Regions from separate parts of the Mus musculus genome. Here region 2 is linked to region 1. A link is a contact called in public Hi-C data. All regions are on one chromosome and are shown on one strand. The core of a region is the stretch at or near the end of the contact, and the rest is flanking DNA. Distances in the headings are between cores, read along the strand shown.

The links. Hi-C and Micro-C count contacts between places; a contact is called where the count stands out from the background.
Region 2: a contact with region 1 is called in a Hi-C map of cerebellum, with 1.6 times the contacts expected there. The contact joins two enhancer-like sites. A contact is called at or near these places in 6 of 484 Hi-C or Micro-C datasets (the HL-1 cell line, cerebellar granule neurons, cerebellum and 2 more), 1 of 115 datasets of contacts at active chromatin or transcription factors (heart atrium) and 2 of 9 other capture datasets (adipose tissue and liver).

The regions. Positions count from the first base shown.
Region 1 is chr2:77,788,486-77,792,016 of GRCm38.p6, forward strand. All of the region lies in intron 1 of Zfp385b (zinc finger protein 385B), which reads right to left. Among named protein-coding and RNA genes, the nearest start is that of Gm35431, 25 kb to the left of the region's middle. Within about 2 kb of position 1,991, at least 5 of the 459 cell types and tissues checked have an H3K27ac peak or open chromatin away from gene starts, as enhancers often do. A contact at or near this core is called in cerebellum, where this site is marked.
Region 2 is chr2:77,912,258-77,915,788 of GRCm38.p6, forward strand. It overlaps Cwc22 (CWC22 spliceosome-associated protein), which reads right to left. Exons shown (of 20, transcript NM_001362658.1): 13 at 3,240-3,321. Among named protein-coding and RNA genes, the nearest start is that of Cwc22, 32 kb to the right of the region's middle. Within about 2 kb of position 1,669, at least 15 of the 459 cell types and tissues checked have an H3K27ac peak or open chromatin away from gene starts, as enhancers often do. A contact at or near this core is called in cerebellum, where this site is marked.

The DNA.
Region 1 (3,531 bases), core at 741-3,240:
CTATATATGTTAAAGACACATCATCTACGGGGCAATCTTGTCAAATGTACTTACAGTGAAATCTACTCACAATACAAACATCAGAGGCAACCAATGGTAAAGAGACTTCTCAGAGAGCTGAGTTTATTTGTTCAATTCTCTTCAAAAATCTTCAAACTCCTATGAACAAAAGGGGGCAGTGGCTTTCTCCAAGCTAGGGAAAACCAAAGATAAAGGACAATCCATCCGCTAAAATAACATCACTAGAATTATCTGGGAAATTAGAAATTTGTCTGCAGAGCAGAGGAAGGAAGGAAAGCCCTGTATGGTTAAAGAATTCCACCCATGACCAGTCACATGCTGAGGTATTTATGGGCAGGATGTCACGTCTGCAAGTGACTTTGAAATGGTACAGCAACACAACGCAGAATGTGAATGTGTGCGTACACAGAGCAGTATAAAGCAGGAAAGCCGACCTGCAGCCAACTGGTGAGCCCACAAGAAGAGTGCACAGAACTTTCCCATCCATTCTCAGTGTCTCAAACCCACGCTTGGGCAGGAGGACGATGGGGACCCTCGAGGCTACAGGACACTTTTACCTGCTTTGGTGTCAGAATTCTGTGTTCTGAATTACGTAGGTAGTCCCTAGACATAATGACAAAGCAGAAACTAAGCTCATGAGTCACAGGTCCTGTGTGGCACTGGGAATCTTGGCAAAATTCTTAACAACTCTTGACAGTTGCTGGCACTCCGTCACTGTGGCCTCCAGGGTCCCACACTCTCTGCTCTCTCTGTTCTTACCAGATACCTCCCATACTTCCTGTTTCTATTCCTTATGACTGGTCGGGTTGGTTCTTTCTATTCATTCTTAGAAATTCTGCCCATACAGCAACGTGGACGGGCACTGAGGAGGTGACATATTTGCACATATTGTATGTGAAGTACAATAAATAAGCTGGTCACAGTAAGACCGACACTGAATGGCTCCTCTCACATCTAATGTGACCACATTCATGAGGCTGCTCATCATAACACTCACCAGGCAGATGGCAGGAGTCAGACGTGACCATGTGTGTGCTTTACCTCCTGTGCTGACCCACACTTGGAATCTTTGATTTCTGTGTTTAATTTATATCACAAGTGGAAGCCAGAAGACTAGAAAAGGGCCTCTAAGGGGCGTAAAAATACAGTAGATTATAGGTCAAGAAAAGCAGAGAGGTAAAATGCTGGGGTCAGAAAGGCTTGAACAGGGAGGAGCACAGGATTATGGGGTCAATGAGGGGGTGGAAAGGGAGGACCAACCCAGTGGAAGGGAGAACGAAAAGCCATATGGCAGCCTACTATCTCATAGCCCAATTTAAAAGCATAAGTGAAAGAATAGAAAATGCACGTGCTGAAGGATTTAGCCACAGAGACAGTGGCGGGGGGTGAGAGAAAGAAAGCAGGACTAGAGGTGGCCTTAACAAATCAAATGGGATCTATGAAAAGGCCTCAAAGAAAACCATGAGTTCAACTTTTAAAACAAGGGAGTTCGAAGGTAATTTATCATTTGTTATCTTTGCTCTAGGAAGGATCCTATTTCTCACTCACTATTGGATGAGCATCTCCGTCACTGCCTAACACGCTCCACCAACATCGAACTGACCAACTGTGGTAAACCAGAGCCAAACCCCAAAGATTAAACTCATCTCTGATGAGTGTTGCCTCATCTCTGATGTTTGTATTTCAAACAATAAAATGAAGGTGCAAACTACGAGCACTGTATCAATGGTGTTGCTCACACTCCTTTTAACAGTTATTTCAAGATGCCTATGTCAGTGTGTGTGTGTGTGTGTGTGTGTGTGTGTGTGTGTGCGTGTGCGCATGCATGTTTGTGCTAACAAAAGTAGATTTGCAAAAACTCATAAGCCACAGAAAACTGGGCCTTGTTGTTCTCGAGAGGATAGGGAAGCAGTGGACAGGGCTGTGGCTTTCCTAGCCCTGGCCGCTCCATTCTCCAGCCAGAAGGAAGCACTGAGCAATCGCTGGGACTCTGTTCTGCCTTTCTAGTTCATTAAATCATATATCATTCTTACACGTGCGCCACCGGGCTATAAATCATGTGAGACAGAATGAGAGCTAATTAAAGGGTCAGCTGAGCACGTAATTTTGCATTTGGAGGCACCAGAAACTGAGTTACAATAAAATGTGATTTAAAAAAATAGAATCACTTCCCAGCTGATAAAGCAAAGGCTTTCCAAAAGCTGCCAACCTGCTCAAACTGTTCCTTCCCATTTAAAAGAATCTGCAAGGAGAACACTTACATGGGAATGAATCTCCAGCATTTATCCTGGACTTCTTCCTTACAATGTACTTGGGACTTGATGTTTCATTTGGTACTGTCTGTGAACTGTGTTTTCCGGTCACTCCTGACTTGTTTACTGGGTTGCCCACTGTGTCCCTCTCCCAAAGTATGTCCAAGGAAGCCAAGGAGTAGAAAGAAATGCAGAGAGACAAAATGCAGTCAGACCAAGAGGGCCGAGGTCATTAAGCAAGTCAGTGACTGTTTGTTTGGTGACAAGAGCCTGAAGAGACAGCTGACTCATGGTGGCCACTCTGTTCCAGATCTGCCCTTCACATGGAAGGCGCCAGGAGAGTGTGTGAGCTTGCACAGTTTATCCTTGCTCCCTCACCACAGCCTTCATGCTAGGAGAAGAGCTACACCTTACACACCATAATAGATATTAAGACGACTTGCCTCTGAAGCTCTTTATGGTTACACTATAAAACAAGGTTTAGAATTTGACATGAAGAAAACAACCATGGTATAAACACCAGGTGAGGAACTTAAACGAAGAGAAGCACTCACTCCGTGTTATTACAATTATTTAATAACCAAGAAGTACGTTTTCACAGCGGCTACCATCCATTCAGGATTTTATCAGCTTTAATACTAAGTTATAATCACAGCTAAAAGAAACTAAAATCGTAAGAGGAAAATACACTCTCGGTTTATTAATTCTTTAAGAATGTAATTCACCAGTATTTCTGGCTCAAGTTCCAGAAGATAAAATAAAAACCTTTCCTCTGGAAGAGAGGCCCCTTGGTCTTGCAAACTTTATATGCCTCAGTACAGGGGAACGCCAGGGCCAAGAAGTGGGAGTTGGGGGGGGGGGGGATCTGAGGGACTTTTGGGATAGCACTTGAAATGTAAATGAAGAAAATACCTAATTAAAAAAAAAAGACCTTTCCTCTGGAACAGAGAGTTGAACAAAGTGAGGGGTCCTGCTCACACAGGCCAGGGTTCCCCAGCCCATTTTCCAATCTTTACCCTATGCACTGGTAACAAGAGAAGGTTCAAAGGCACCACAGAGTAAGAGCCACATATTCAGGTCATCTGGACCTTTCCTAATCATGCAACCATGGCGCCTCAGCAAGTCTGCTCACCCTGCCTGCCTCATGGTAACCAAGTAGTGGGGGCTGCCTTCCTTTGCTATCCCTCTGCCCAGTGTCGTTACCAATACACAGGGATCCTTCCCCCCCTTCGCCAAGCCAGAGGACGTGCATATCACG
Region 2 (3,531 bases), core at 419-2,918, 120 kb after region 1:
TGGCCTGTTCCGGAGCATAGGTGGGGTAATGAAAAGTTACATGCAAAGGGGTGGGGGGCAGGATCAGATGTGGGAGGAGACGGGCAAGATGTACAGAGGGTCAGGAAATTGAAAAGAGGTGTGTAGCAATGGGGGATGCGGAACTGGGGTAGCCATCAGCAAGTCCCAGATGCCAGAAAAGCAACAGGCTCCCAGGACCTAACGGGGATGATATTAGCTGAAATACCCAACAAAGGGGAGAGAGAACCTGTAGAGACCATATCCAGAGGTTAGGCATAGCCCCAGGTTGAGGGATGGGGCCATCCCTTCACAAAATTTTAACCCAGAATTGCTCCTGTCTAAAGGAAATATGGGGACAAAAAGTGGAGCAGAGACTGAAGGAAACACCATCCAGAGACTGCCCCACCTGGGGAATCCATTCCATATGCAGCCACCAAATCCCGACAGTTGCTGATGCCAAGAAGTCCTTGCTGACAGAAGCCTGATATGGCTGTCTCCTGAGAGGCTGTCAGAGCCTTACTGATACAGAGGTGGATGCTTGCAGCCAACCATCAAAATGAGAACGGTGACCCCAATGGAGGGAGAAAGGACTGACGGTGTAGGCGTTTGCAACCCCAAAGGAAGAACAACAATATCAACCAACCAGACTCCCCCTCCTAAAGCTCCCAGGGACTAAACCACCAACCAAAGAGTTCACATGGAGGGACCCATGGCTCCAGCTGCATATGTACCACAGGATGGCCTTGTCTGGCATCAGTGGGAGGAGAAGCCCTTGGTCCTGTGAAGGCTCAATGCCCCAGCCTAGGAGAATGATAGGGTGGTGGGGCAGGAGTGAGTGGGTAGGTGGGTGGGGGAGCACCCTCATGGAGGCAGGGGGAGGGGGGAGTGGAATGGGGGATTTTCGGAGGGAAAACCGGGAAGGGGGATAACACTTGATATACAAATAAACAAAATAACTGATTTTTAAAAAAAGAGAAAAAAGAAAAGTTACATGCAACACAAGATGCTGGTGTTGAAGTAGTATTTAAAAATGATTATGTCAATGTGTCCAATTTAAGAAACTATATTGTCAGGGACACTGTAGTCCATCTCCCTCTGATACAATTTTAAAAATATAAACACTGACCACCATTGAGGAGCAAGAATGAAGGGGATGCTTCGCCTTCCACAGCAAAGCCAGCTACTTATTATGATGTTTGTATAACAGAAGAGTAATCTAGGAATCATAACAACAGGGAGAAAGGATGACCAGCAAACTAGTCATCAGGAAAAAAATGTAAATGCCAATTCCTAAATAGCTCAGTGGTCAACTGACTTTTGTTTGTTTGTTGATTTCTTGAAGCAAGGTTCTGGGACACAGCTTGCTCGGTGGGAGAGACTGAGCATAACTAGGTTCAATCCTCAGATTCCCCCAAGTGATTACATGAAATGCCCTCACACCATCTGACTCAGTCACTTCATTTCATCAAGCCTGGATGCTATAAAGACTTTAGAAAATACACACACACACACACACACACACACACACACACACACACACACACACACACACGCAGGGAATCTGTAATCCTACCTCCTTTTAGGGTAGGCAAGCAGTGCTGACATATGGTGTCCCTCCTGTCTTGAGACAGCAGAGGCACGGCTCTGTTCTGCCTACCTTCTCCAAGCTGACATGTATCAGAGCACTCCCTACACTCCTAACAAGTCATGAGCAACTCCACTTTCAAAGGAGACACAGACCAGACATTTGATCATGTATTTTAGTAAGTGATCACCCGTTTGTTCCCTTTATTGTTTTCCAATAAACAAAAGCCCGTGGCTCAGGTTTCCAAAGGCTTTCTGTAAAGCATTTACTCACAACAATGTTTTTGTGACTCTAATAAAATTCAACACCCAGTTCCATTGCTTAAAAAAAAAAGTTAATCTTTTGCTTTTGGTGAGCAATGACAGCATTTCATTGTCCAGATATTTGATAACAAACATTCTTTATGAGATTTATCACCAAAGAGTCTCATTTCTAAGTCCTCCATAGTGCATCTACTGATCACTTGTGTTTTTCTTGGAATACGGGTGGGTTTTTAAGTCTAGCAACCACTGTCACAGTGGGCTGGTCGTCATGTAAGGTCTGTGGGCACAATGACAAGGAAGAGCTACTGTGTAAGAGTGGCTGCCGTTTGTGTCTTGGTACTTTTGTTTTTGGTAATTTCGGTGAATCAGAGATTAGCAAAGTTAAGGTAACTTAGACAAGGGTTTTTTTCTAGTCAGCTGTTCAGAGCTGCACTGAACCTCTTCTCAGTCAGTGCTGACAGCAGCAGGAGAATGATCTGCTTCTGATGGTTAACACTGGAGGTCTGAAAGGACAGCAGGGATGGCAAACTAAAAACATTCTCAACTTCTGGCTGTACAGAAAAACTACAAGTTTCTTCATGCAAAAGACAAAGATATAGGTCAAGATAAACAAAACATCTTTCTAATCTGCATTCTGCTGTATTCCTCTATTTGAAGTTTTCAAACAATGAAAACAAGATGACTCCTACTTGTGACTCAATACTGCTATGACATCATCATGCTCAATGGAAACACACAGAACCTACAAACAACCACAACCAGAAAACAGCCCTCCTCCCGTGTGAAGTGTAAACGTGTGCCCAGTAAACCAACAGGCTGATTCCTATGTAAAATAACAGATGGACTAAGCATCTACAGGTCTTGTGCATCTCTCTTCAAGTGGAACATGTAGGCTTCAAAGGAAAGAGATTTATTTTCATGATATCCTGGTATTTCTTAACACTACTTCAAGGGGTCTTCAAAAACCTCCTCAAGTGTAACTCCCAATCCCATTTCTACCCACTGCATCTGCACAGGATTCATGCTTCTCAACAGAACCAGGATTAATAACCACATCAGAGAAGCAACCATGAAATTGTCATTAACATTCGAATACTGTGATAGCTTTTAATATAGAGCTGGTTATTTTTAAGGTTTAACTACAGGAAATGACCCACTAAAAAGAAAACAGCATCTATTCAGGTAACACAATTAGGACATTTAGGTAAGTAAAGACACATTACTTTCTAAGAACAGAACAGACGTGCTGGGGCCTCTGAGCTTGGGTACAGGACAGGGTGAAGCAAGCACTGTGCAAATGCTGAAACGATGTTTAAGTCTGTATTCAGACTCTTAGTGCGATCACTGATCTTGCTTACCCATCTCTTATCCACTGAGCTACGGACTCTTACCTTGACTGAATGGCAAGATAGATTGTACGGCGAAACGAGACTAGGTTGATTTCTGTTTTGTCATGAATAGTTACTTTTTGCCCTGAAATAAATTAAACATAACAATTATAAAAATACAAGTTTATTCTATAATCAAATTCAATAATTACAATGTTGTTTGTAAAACGGTATCTGTAGGATTAATGGAGTCACTGTACATCTTCTGCCTTATCATTTTGTTGGATCAGAGTCCACAACACCACCAAAATAATTATGTTTGTAATAATTATGCCATCAACACAGGATGCAATCT